Regions from separate parts of the Sus scrofa genome. Here region 2 is linked to region 1. The links are chromatin contacts, called in public HiChIP or PLAC-seq maps. All regions are on one chromosome and are shown on one strand. Each heading gives the region's core, a stretch centred on a gene start, on an enhancer-like site or on the middle of the called end of the contact. The rest is flanking DNA. Distances are from core to core; before and after follow the strand shown. Region 1 overlaps OGFRL1 (opioid growth factor receptor-like protein 1). Region 2 has its middle 95 kb from the start of MIR30A.

The links. HiChIP or PLAC-seq counts read pairs in DNA pulled down with a chosen protein or histone mark.
Region 2: an H3K27ac HiChIP or PLAC-seq map of alveolar macrophages shows a contact between it and region 1. The contact joins two enhancer-like sites. A contact is called at or near these places in 1 of 47 Hi-C or Micro-C datasets (embryonic fibroblasts) and 1 of 2 datasets of contacts at active chromatin or transcription factors (alveolar macrophages).

Annotation. Positions count from the first base shown.
Region 1 is chr1:51,331,484-51,338,071 of Sscrofa11.1, reverse strand. It overlaps OGFRL1 (opioid growth factor receptor-like protein 1), which reads right to left. Exons shown (of 7, transcript XM_003121264.5): 7 at 5,741-6,588. Among named protein-coding and RNA genes, the nearest start is that of OGFRL1, 22 kb to the right of the region's middle. Within about 2 kb of position 5,126, at least 1 of the 83 cell types and tissues checked has an H3K27ac peak or open chromatin away from gene starts, as enhancers often do. A contact at or near this core is called in alveolar macrophages, where this site is marked.
Region 2 is chr1:51,504,602-51,511,064 of Sscrofa11.1, reverse strand. No RefSeq gene overlaps it. Among named protein-coding and RNA genes, the nearest start is that of MIR30A, 95 kb to the right of the region's middle. Within about 2 kb of position 4,399, at least 18 of the 83 cell types and tissues checked have an H3K27ac peak or open chromatin away from gene starts, as enhancers often do. A contact at or near this core is called in alveolar macrophages, where this site is marked.

The DNA.
Region 1 (6,588 bases), core at 3,877-6,376:
AGAAGTCAAATCATAGAACCAAATCTCTATCACACAGATGCCTCCCAAACTAAAATAATTACTTAATTAATTCAACCGGAGGGTGCTGTTTAGCATTTAGCAGACCTTCCAACCTGCATCAGTTTAGAAATTATACATACAAAGAAGGCAGTACTGCATCACGAAAGAGCACAGAGCTAGGGGCTCAGACATCAAGACTTGAGCTAAACTCAAGAGAAAATTGTCACAAAATCCAAGAAAACTTTTTTTTCTTTCCAAGAAAACTCTTTAAACCTGTTTTTTATGAGTACATGCAGATGCCGTTGGACTTAATGCCTTCTAAAGTCTGTTCCAACTCTTGATTTTACTCCCCCCCCACCAAAAAGTGAAAGATTAAAAAAAATATCTAAAAAAGGGCAAACAAAATAAGGAATCACCCTTTTCACAAAGTCTAGTTTATCTCAAGTGTTTTTCTGAGTATATAACACACACAAGCCTTCCTTGGAATTGCTTGTAAAAAACGTTCATGGGGGTTAAAGGAATTTGGATAACCATTTACTTCATCCCTGAAAACGTCCATAGGGTTCTCAATGAAACCTTAAGGTAAATGAGTTTTTAGTTTCAATTTGGTTGTCAACCTGTAGAAAAAAGAAAACCTCACATCAAAGAAGCAATACAATTGGAAAATTAAATATTAAAAGAAATAGCCATTTCTTAAAGTGGAGCCTTTACTGTCAATCAGAATTTTGGTCTAAAATCTGAGTTCCCACCTAAAAGCAGGAGTTCCCATCCTGGCTCAGTGGAAATGAATCTAATTAGTATCCTTGAGGACATGGGTTCGATTCCTGGCCTTGCTCAGTGGTGAAGGATCCCACCTGAGCTGTGGTGTAGGTTGCAGACGTGGCTTGGAGCTGGCTTTGCTGTGGTTGTGGTGTAGGCCAGCGTCTACAGCTCTGATTTGACCCCTCGCCTGGGAACCTCCATATGCCGCAGGTGCAGCCCTAAAAAGAGAAAATAAATAAAATGTAAAAGCAGAGGAAACAAGTCAGCTCTGCTGTGAATTGCCAAAGCAATTACCTTCTGCCAAATGCTCCAGATGCTTTTCTTACAGAAATACTTCTGGCTCATACTCGCCCTTGTTTATTTCCATGCGTATAACTCAGCCAGGCACGGAAACAGGTACTCTGTTAATCCACTGAATGTGGTTTTTAAATTACTTCTCTTACTTCAAATTTTAAACCAAACACAAAAAGGAAGGACCGTGTCCTTCCTTTTTGTGTGTGTGTATGTTTGTTTTTTAATTTTTTTATTATAGTTGATTTACAATGCTCTGTCAATTTCTGCTGTATAGAAAAGTGACCCAGTTATACATATATACACATTCTTTTTCTCACATTATCCTCCATCATGTTCCATCACAAGTAATTGGATACAGTTCCCTGTGCTGTACAGCAGGGCCTCATTGCTTATCTGCTCCAAATGCAATAGTTTGCATCTACTAACCCCAAACCCCGAGTCCATCCCACCCCCTCCCCCTTCCCCCTGGCAAATGCAAGTAAGTCAGAAAGATACCATATGATATCACTTCCCTTTCTTTTTTTAACCTCATATTTGAAAGTTCTGTTAAATCAGTTTAAAACCAATGAATGATACTTGCTACTAAGTGACCCAAGAAATAAGAAAGAAATTATGATCTAGGTTTGTCTCACACAGCATTTACATATTTATGAAATGTTTCAATATAAATCTTTGTATTGTCATACAAGTTACTCAATTTGAAAGCTATTTGTCTTGTGAAAGACATTTCAGAAATGGACCCAGAAATAGATGTCCACATACCTATGCATCTTGTTCCAAGATATCACTGCTATACATTATACATCCTTTTTAATTCAGTGATGGTTGATTGAGTGTTTATTGGGTGCTGGGCCCTATGTTTACCTGAGATACAACATACACTATGGAATCTTGTGAAGGCTGCATTCTCTCTGAGGACAAAGGGAAAATTATGAGTCTTTGCACCAGATAAAGGCCTATGGAAGAAATGGGAATGCAAATGAAGAGGGGGACTGGAGACAAATTTAAGAAGTAGAATCAACTGAATTTTTGTCAGTCTGGTTTCCAGTTCAAGGGACTAGGTGATGTCACTTAATGGGATTAGAGGGGCGAGGGTGCAAGCAGTCCAGCCAGCCGCACGTTATCCCAGAGGTGAAATCTGAGGGAGCGGCTAGTGCAGAAAGGCCAATGGTCAATGGGTTCTTACCAGATGGAAATGTTGGAATCAATTTCAGAACCTGTGAACGTGAACACTGGCCATGTGGCAAATTACAGGGAGTGGTAGGAAAGCCTCTTTCATGGACGGGACTCTAGCCTTGGGGTGATGCTGTTGCTTGGGTTGGCCCACTGTCCAGGCCAATGCTTTTGAATCCATTCTCATATCAAAGGGGTAGGTGTTCCCGTCGTGGCGCAGTGGTTAACGAATCCGACTAGGAACCAAGAGGTTGTGGGTTCAACCCCTGGCCTTGCTCAGTGGGTTAAGGATCCGGTGTTGCCCTGAGCTGTGGTGTAGGTCACAGATGCAGCTCGGATCCCGAGTTGCTGTGGCTCTGGTGTAGGCCAGTGGCTACAGCTCTGATTAGACCCCTAGCCTGGGAACCTCCACATGCTGCCGGAGCGGCCCTAGAAAAGGCAAAAAGACCTAAAAAGAAAAAGAAAAAAAAATCAAAGGGGTAAAGGGAAGACATATTGAGAAGCAAGAGCTGAGGGCTTGGGCACCCCCCCACACTCTTGCATCTGCAGCATTTGAGGGAGGAAAGTCCTATCACTGCTCTTCATTTTCTGTACATTAGGATCCACAGGGTCTAACTGGGAAAGCCTATAGCAACCCTTCCCCCTTCTGACATTGAAACAGATGAAATGAGGGTGGATGGGTTGAAGTGAATGTTAGAGAAAAAAGAAAATGTTTCTCTTCTACTTATATTACTGAGAATTTATTTCACATTTTACTTAAAGTATGTAGGGAGCATTCTAAAAGGATGAAGGGTTGAACAAAACATGGCCCAGGAACTCTGGTGACCCCATTGTGACTTCATAGTGTGAAGATACCTGCAAGTTAGAATTCTGAAAGTTGAATATATATTTAGCAGAAGATTATTCACCTTCCTGGTTCTGACTGTAAGAAAACAATGCCAAGTTAGTCGCTGAGTTCATAGGAGTGACTATATACACACACATTTTTAGTGTTAACTGTTAAGTGGCCTTTTGTTTGGAGGATTTTAAATTAAAATGTCCTGCCCTCAATAAGAATCTGTACTGCTAATGTCCTAAAATAAACTAAGATCGCTTCCTGATCCTGGTCAAAAGGCTTCAGCTCTGCCCCCACACTCCAGCTCTTTCTTGGCAGAGAAGATAAACAAATTCAAACAATTATTCAGGAAGGAATAAAGGACCATTTTGTTTTGTTTTTTATTTTTGTCTTTTTCTGGGGCCGCACCCTCGGCAAATGGAGGTTCCCAGGATAGGGGTCGAATCGGAACTGTAGCCGCCAGTCTATACCACAGCTACAGCAACGTGGAATCCAAGCCACGTCTGCGACCTAGACCACAGCTCAGGGCAACACCGGATCCTTAACCCGCTGAGCAAGACCAGGGATCGAACCCGCAACCTCATGGTTCATAGTTGGATTTGTTAACCACTGAGCCACAGTGGGAACTCCCTAAAGGGCCATTTTGTACATCCATTATAGTCACAATGAAGGAAAATTTCTATCCTATCAGTGTGTCTAATATAAAACCAATTCTACACAGCTAGTTTTTGCAGTTAAGAACTAAATTAAAATAATAAACAATGCCTAAGATGTTTATTTTGATCTATAAGCTTGGTAAACACATTAAATTGATTTCCATTGAGATAAATGCTGCACAATGTTGTGACCAAACTTCTCCTTATTTTTTTCTAGAACACCAGCAGCCACTATAAAGAAGTGTCTTGACTACATCCCTGACATTTCTCACCCACAATCTAATCCTCCCAAGAAAATCACAAAGTAGACATTATTACTAGTGGGAAACCAGAGACCTGAGAGTTTATAGGACTCACCCAAAGCCACACAGCCAACCGTAAGGATGGTGCCATATGGACCCATCTATCCTCAAAGCCAGCTCTTCCCAGGAGTTCCCAGGTGGTGCAGCAGGTTGAGGATCTGGTGTTGCTGCAGCTGTGGCTGTAGGTCACAGCTGCAGCTCAGATTTGATTCCTGGCCCAGGAACTTCCATATGCCTCAGGGGCAGGGGCAGAGGGTGGGGGAAGTCAGCTCTTCCCAGTTAGACAAATTGCCTCTTTGCTCACTCCTTTCCCTCCTTTGGGGCTCTTTCTTAAACCTTTCTTCCTGCCGACAGTGAAATCATCCATTCTGGGCTCTTGGACCACCTCAGGGTTCTAAGATGAGCTGTCAGGCCTCACTTGGGTCATCTCCTCCACCACTTCTGTTTCCTCCTTCCTCCAACCTCTTCCTTTTCTCAAGCTGAGAGTAGAACAAATAAGCTATTTCAGTCATAATAAATTATGTTACAACCACTTGAGAGAATCTGTATATTCCTTGGTAGTGCTGAGTATACAGTAATGTTATCGAAATAGTAGAATGCTAACTATTACAGCAAAATCAATAAACCCAGCCTTCCCGAGCAAAGTCAATCTCTCATTAGTAACCTACTTTAAAATGCTCTTTCAGTTAATCTCACGAATTCACGGGGATAATCCCGAGGGCAGGATCATCGTTACTGTTCCCTATAATGTCTTTGTCACAATCACTGGAGCCTAAACTCACCCATGAGAGCCATCCTGCTCTTTCTCCAGGCTGGGATTTCCTTCTATCCCAGGAACACCAGCTCACCCGCTGCTCTGCACCCACTTGAAGCTTAAAATGAGGAACACGCTCTAAATCTCTTTTGCAAACTCTCTGCGTACTGGATTTTATATTCTTGAAGAAATGCAGGCTCAGTCCTGTCTTTTTCACTCTACTGAGAATCTCCATTCTCTAACGATCTTACGTTGCCTTTGGAAATTCAGCCTTTGGGAGAAAGCAAACTTCCCCATTTTCTGTTACCAGAATGTGTCTGCCCTTCCCTTAGGATGGTAATTGCTTATGTGTGTTGCTCTCTCCCTAAACAACTCATCCCCAAAGGCTGAAGTTAAAATCATGCTTGCTCACCATGTGGCTGTGATTTTCTCTCTGAGTTTCTCAATTACACACAATGTGATTTCATTCTGACTCTCACCACAGTTTATTCTTAGTTCTTTCATCTGCACCTTTCCTGCCTTGATGTATCAGTGCAGCCAAGCTCCAAGGGGATGCTTTTCCCCACCTTCATCCACACTGTCTTGTGGTCTCTCAGGCAACCTCCTCATTTGCACCTCACAATTGCATTTTTCTTAATCAAAAAATCATCATTAAAAGGCTAGCCCTATTAAGTGAAGAAAACTGTCCCTTCCATTAGTTATGTATTTTCATCCATCTCTTTGAAACATGCTTTTAAAACTTTACAATAGAGAAAAGTAAAACAGAGAACATCCCAGTATTTACACGTGATCTGCCCTCCAAAATCTTGCAACAAAATTAACTGCCTTTATAAGTAAGATTTCACCCTTCAAGTATTCAAGTATCCTCTAATACTTACTTTAGAGGATATAAGGAAATAATCTTGATCTCATACAATAACATTAAAAAATATGTCTAATCATAGGAAAACAGCAAAGTCACTTGTTTCAGCTCTTTAAAAATATTTTAATCATGCAAAATCAACATTATGGACTCTAACATAATGCTAGAATGTTAACTAAGGTGAAGTGGCTTTTATTCACTTTACAGGATGTGTATTTGGCAATAGTTATTAAAAATAATTACTTTAAAGGAACTCTACATATATTATTTCAGAAACAATATTTTTAAATACAGCAGTAAACAACAGAAACTATTGCTTTTTGTACATTTTTTGGCATAACACTGCCATACAGTTACAGAATTATAAAATAAGTGTCTCATAGTACCATACAGATCCAGAAACTGGTTACAACTCCTACCACATACACATGGTATTGGTGCAGACAGACATGCACAGCATTCTGTAATTCACCCTGCAGGAGACGACGGAGCCCAGAAAAGGCCCAGGGCCACCGGAGAGTCTGAGCTCATGTAGGAAGTAAAACACACATCTTTTTAAGAATCATATCCATTTTCCCAAAATACTCAAAATGGAAAGGACACAAGAGTTTCCCAATTGAAATGGACCCAGCTGGCAACCCCTCTTCTTAGGTAACCTGAAAAAAGACCAGATAACTTAGGAACCAAATACACTTTTTATAAAAAGGAAAAGAAAGAAAAAGCTTGTCACAAGATCTAACATTTTGCTCTCTCTCATCTGTTGCTTTTAATTGTGATGCCTCACAATGAAGACGCCATCAGTCTCCATGGTGTGGGAGATTACAGTCCTTTCATTACAAACCACCTACCACTGACCTCCTTGTACCTGCAGCCAGTCCCTCCACTGAACTTCTTTTTAGGAAAACCACCACTGGCAGAGGAACTAAACTTGGTGCCTGACCATTTGGTTT
Region 2 (6,463 bases), core at 3,150-5,649, 170 kb before region 1:
TCTACGAGGATCATTTTTTAATTTGAAATGTAGTAGTCACTTCCTTCTGCTCCTTTTATCACCATATTTGTCTTTGCCTTGACTTGTGTGACATTTCATTTGGATGGACATCTTATGAAATTATGTCCCTCTTTATAAAATTGTTGTACATGGAAAGTTTATTTGCACCTATCATATCTCCTTATATTACTCTGAATTCTCTTTTTTACTTTTTTATGTTACTCTGAATTATCAAATCATTGCCAGAGGCAATTAATTTGCTAGAGTACACTGATGTTTTCTAATTTTCCAGCAATCTAATGGTGGTGTTCAAATAAATCAGTACCTTATGAAAGAAAAGAAAATTCCTAATTATTCCATTTAGACTGGTTGACTCGAAGTTTCTGTTGTGGCTCAGTGGTAAAGAACTGGACTCATGTCCATAAGGATGCCGGTTTGATCCCTGGCCTTGCTCAAGAACCAGCGTCACCATAGTGAGTACAATGTAGGTTGAAGACACGGCTCGGATCTGGTGTTACTATGGCTGTGGCATAGACTGGCCGCTGCAGCTCTGATCTGATCCCTAGCCTGGGAACGTCCATGTGCTGTGGGTGCAAGACAAAAAAAAAAAAAAAAAAAAAAAAAAAAGAAAGAAAGAAAAAAAAAGTGCTGGTTGACTGGCTGAATATTGTTTAAGGAGAAATTTGTACATCAATAAAGACAGTAACATATTTATTTTCAGGTTTAGGAAATGTTTCCCAAAAAGTATTTTAAAAAGCAACTCCTATAACATTTTGTATATGGCTGTATCTACAGGAATACATACAACAGAATCAATTTCCTGACCTATATAAACAATTTTCTACTTGATGCTTTCTTTAAAACGTAGTTTTAAAAGCATAAGGAACTTTCAGTAAACAATCTCCTGGACTGAAAATTGGAAACTTGCCATTGCTCCATCTTCCACAGTAACCAGACGAGCTTGATTCACACTCTACACCAACAGCCAAATGCCATTCAGGAGACAAAATTATTGCTGATAGCAACAGAAATATTTTTAAACTACCCTCTTCTTTTTTATTTACATCTGTTCTGGTGTTTGGATGAATTTTCCTCTTACTTTAGAAAATGTGCTTAACTGTGTGTCACATAGCTGGGGTCTGTGTGTGTGAAGGAGCGGAGAGCAGCTCACATGGAGTGAACCACGAGACTGTAACATAATATGGTCCCAGTGACCCATGATGGTCTTTTCCTTGAGGGATAAAGTGAAAGAGAATTCTCTATTAGTTTCCCAAATGTAAACAGTCCACATAGTTGTGTGCCTTATCATTTTTGAATCGTGATGTTATTCTTAGAAATACATGCTGGACTTAAAAAGAGGTACTTAATTCCTAAGCACACAGGGCTTGATTGTACGGGAGCGAAAACTGCCTTTTGATTTGATTATTTATAGGAACCAAATTTCCTCAGTGGAAAGAATGTAACAATTAAGAAATAAGCTGATTTTACTGTTGTCTTCATGGAGCAATAACAATATACCCAATGGATGCCCAGAAAATCTTAAAGTCCTGAGTGTTCCCATTGTGGCTCAGCAGGTTAAGATACGGGTTCAATCCCTGGGCTCAATCAGAGGGCTAAGGATCCAGCATTGCCATGAGTTGTGGCATAAGTCGCAGATACAGCTCAGGTCTGGTGTGGCTGTGGCTGTAGCTGTGGTATAGGCTGGCAGCTGAAGCTCCGATTCAACCCCTAGCCTGGAAACTTCCATATGCAGCAGGTGTGGCCCTAAAAAAAAAAAAAAAAAAAAAAAAAAAAGCAAAAAAAGGAAATCTTAAAGTCCTCAAAAATCATAAAAATTTAAGAGGAAAAAACCTTCTATAATTGTAATCCTAAACATATTTTTTTCTCCGAACCTTAGTGTCTCCTTTAAGGACTATGGCTGGATTCAGACTCCACCGATCCACCTAAGGATGGTGTGCTTTGCATACTTCAGCACAGCTACCCAGGACTTCATCCCAAACACAAATTCACCCCACCAGCCAGGTGTGTGCCAGCATCTGCTGTTTTTCTCTAGAAGAACAGCTCTTAGGAACTTGAGTGAAGTCACTAATAGTGAGACTCTCTTGAAGCTGCAGAGTGCTGAATCCTTTTTAAAGAAATTCCCCATGGAGTGTGTCATTGCACAAAGATAGATTTCCGTTATCATCTTCTCTTTTCTTTCTTGGGTGCATCCCCACCCCAGGACTATTCAGTGTCCACACAGCAGTCAGAGAAGTCTTTCCAACCTGCACATTGGATCCTGGGTCTCCTCCGTTTACAAATCCTCAATGGCTTCCCATGACCTTCAAGGCTTTTCGTGATTTGGCTCTGCCTGTATTTTTTTACTTAATCTTCCTCAACTTTCTCCCTAATTCATGGCCCTCCATCCAAATTGGCTTTCTTTCTGTCCTTTAAATATGCCCAGCTTTTCCCTGGCATGGGACCTTTGCGCATACTGTTGCTTCTTTGGGAGTTTCTCTTCTCTCAGTCTCTCCATGGTTGCCTCTTTATGAACAGCGATCTCTCAGCTCAAGTGCCCCCCTCCTTAGAGGGCCCCCCCACCCTGGTCAAAGCAGTCCTCTACCTCCCTCTATCATAGCACCGTATTTTATCTTCTTCATAACACTCTACTTGAAGTTACTCTATTTAATTTTGTCTTTATTTTTTCACTCCAACTATGTGTTATCCATTGCTGCATGATAAATTACCCCAAACTTAGCAACTTAAAACAGCAACAGGAATTCCCATTGTGGCTCAGCAGGTTAAGAACCCAACATAGTGTCCATGAGGACGTGAGTTCATTTCCTGGCCTCGATCACTGGGTTAAGGATCCGGTGCTGCTGCAAGTTGTGCTGTAGATTGCAGATGTGGCTTGGATCCAGTTTTGTTGTTGCTGTGGTGTAGGCCAGCAGCTGCAGTTCTGATTCAACCTCTAGCCCAGGAACTTCCATATGCAGAAGTTTCAGTCATAAGAAAGATAAAAACAAAACAAAACAAAACAAAAAAAACCTAGCAACGAACATTATCTCACACCATTTTTATGAGTTAAGAATTTGGGAATGACTTCACTTGGTAGTTCTGGCCTGGAGTCTGACTTGAGGTTGCAGTTGGATATCTGCCAAGGCTGCAGTCATCTGAAGGCCTGACAGGGGCTGGAAAATCTGATTTCAAGACACTTGACACACATGATTGGCAGGTTTTTGCTGGCTATCAGAGTTCTCAGTTCCTGAATGGTCTTCTCAACAGGGCTGCAGGGATGTCCACACTATATGGCAACTAGATCCTTCAAGAGCAAGTGATCCAAGAGAGAGCAAGACAGAAACCACAGTGTGTTTTATGACCTAGACTGAGAGGTAACACATAGTTGTTCAGCAATATCCAACTGATCACACAGGTCATCTGCATTTGGTGTGAGAAGAAACTAGTCAAGGGCATGAATGGCCCGAGGCAAAAGCCATTGGGGGGTCCATCTCGGAGGCTGGCTACCACACCCTGGATGTCACAGACTCTGTCCTGTTCAACATTTCCTTTGTGACTAGGAAAACCCCTGACACCCACTGAATGTTTGATTAACAGGAGACTAACTGTTGAGGCACAGACCTGCGTCTTTCTTAGTTTCTGAGTTTGGGTTCACACACATGTGTTTGTAAATAATCCTAACCAGAAGGTAAGACACTGGATTCCTTTCTAGCTCTGTCCCTACTTAGTCATGTGACTTCAAATAAACCACTGAACCTCCATAATCTTTAAAATCTTTATCTATGAAATAGAAATAATACCTATCCTGACTCATTCACATATTCTCTGTAAACATTAGGTAACAGAAACTTAATTCTGTTAACGGGGGTTCAGGAAACCGGCTCTAGGTTCAAACCTTGTGGCTTTTTAATTCTGTTACATGAGACCCAAACTCTGTTTCCTCTTTGACAGACAAAGAGGTTAAATTACGTAATCTGTAATGTTTTTCCAGTCCTCAGATGCTGCAGTTTTTATGGCTAAAGCAATAAATTACATGATGTTAATCTGAAGGCACCTGAAGAAGCAGTATTGCGTGATGTAGCTAAGGAGCATTATTATTACAGACAAAACACGTCAAAATACTATCAACCTGTCACTGAAGCAGTCGTTCTGATTGAGGAGGTGAGGCAGGCCAGTGTGGGAATGGCATGCATTGTTAGTAAGGGCCCAGGGAGAGTTGAAGATGGGATTGGCAGGTACTGGCAAACTGACTTCAGTCAATTCTGGAGCTGCTGCCCCCACTCAGGCCTGTTTCAGTGGCTAAAACTTTGCCTTTGGCCTTGCGGTTCCTAAGATGAGGCCCCCGAGAATTCATGTGTGAGGGAAGTTTCTGCACCAGGGCCCAAGAGGGCACCCTTGCTCCTTTCTAGAAACCAAAGGGAACCAGCCCTAACTGCAGATCAGCCTTGATCTGCAGTATTGTGTATCCTATAAACACACACTTTCAGTTTGGAATTCCCTGCGTACACTCACAGACCTCAGCCAGGAACAAACAGCCCCTTTAAAATAGGAAGACATTTTCTGACAGCCACCAAATCACTAAATACTGACTCCTTGCTCACCAGGATTTCACTGAAAGTCCTCACCGCTTTTGTTTTAAAATTGTTGACTAGAAGTCAGTAGGAAGTGAGGCATTGACCATATTTGCACAGCTGTCATGTTTGTTTCCTCAATATCATTTTGAAAACTAAGATTTGTAAGTTTCATACAAACACTATGTTGATCTGGCATGGAGATGACTTAACTTTTAGGTTTCTCATTAATTGCTTTTCTTAATAAAACAGCTTCCATTTGGAGCATTCATAACTCATTTGATCTTCCTAGTAGACAATACAATTAGCAGCCTGTCGGGGGTGGAGGGGGCTGCATATATATATGCATTGGTTTTGGTTTATATTGTGGTGGAAACAGAAATCCCTAAAGGAATTTCAATGTTTGTATCCACAAAAATATCACATTTCCCATGCTTTTAAGAATTTAGAAATGTCTTTCATTTGTGTTTAGAATAAAATCTGGGATGTAAAATTCTGAAAGATGATGTAATTGATATATTTGAACAAACATCTATAGGGCAAGACATAGTGTCATTGATTTGTTTGTGGAACTGAATCATTTGAAGTCAAGTCTGAAGATCTCAGTGGCTGATTTGTCAGCCATTCTGACCAGTTAGTCAGTTTTTAATAAGCTTAACACATCCAAGCATATGAGCCCAGTCCCGGGCCTAGGACCCGAAGGAAAACATTAGGATTCAAAGCCATACAAAACAATGCTACCAATTGCACTGCATTACACGGCTTAAATGTTTGAAGCTTAATCCCTCAAAGCCACCTTGAACCATGTGCTATAGCCACGGAGAGTGTTAAATGAAAAAATCTGAAGGATTAAGAAGTCATTTCCACTAGAGGGAAACACATTTTCTCAGCTGTTCTGGTTTCAGTGAAGAGGAATTTTCCCTAAACCCTGCTTCCCTCCCTCCTCTTTATTCCCTTTCCTCAGGGGAAGTAGAGCAATATATCAGGTTGGGAATTTAAAATAAATTTGGCATGCAGAGCTCAGTTCCGCCGCCTATGGGAGAGAGGCTCCTTGATCCTTAAGTCCTACCTGGCTCCACAGCTGGGAGACCCACCTGGCTCCAGCATTGCAAATAGGGTGGGCCAGTCTCCCTGAGGGTCAGTTAATGAGGCTATTTATTCTCTCATAAAGTATCGCCTTTAATTTTGTCAGTATTTTGGGTTTCCATCCATCAATCTTGGTCTTTCTTCCCAAGACCCCAACAGTTTCTAACAAACCAATAACCTAATTGACAGACCTGTTCTGGCAAGTTTCCACACATCTGCATATCCCCAAGCCCATATCCCAACAGCACCGTTGCTGCTGTAAACTGGGTTTATAGTTTAATGCACGCCACCAAGAATGCAGGCCACCAAAGTACTTAAGGTTAAGATAAGAAAATGGCCTTGACACCATGTTAAGGGAAAAGAGTACTGTAAAGATTTCTATATTTTAAGCACTGTATTAAGTTATAGAATCAGTGAAGGTGTTATCTACAACTATGCATGTGTTTGTTTCATCCAGTCTCCATGGAGGGAGGGAGCCTGCTAGTTCTTCTTCCCCATCTGTGTTTCTTTCACTTCTTTGACCCACACTTTGAAATCATGGTCAAAAGTTCCACTTCCCCAGAGACAGCCACCACCAAGGGGCCCCAACCTGCATTGGACAGAAATCAGTCTGGAATTACTCACATCTCTGAGAGCTTCCTCAATTCAAGCACACAAATGAGTCCATGAAAATGCTACAGGTTGAGCTGAATCCTTTTGTTTTCTATTCCCCTGATTAGACTGGTATCTCTATCATGAAAGTCATGATATCTTTTGCTGTCTATTCCCTTGAATAGACTGATATCTCTATCATGAAGCTTCCATATACC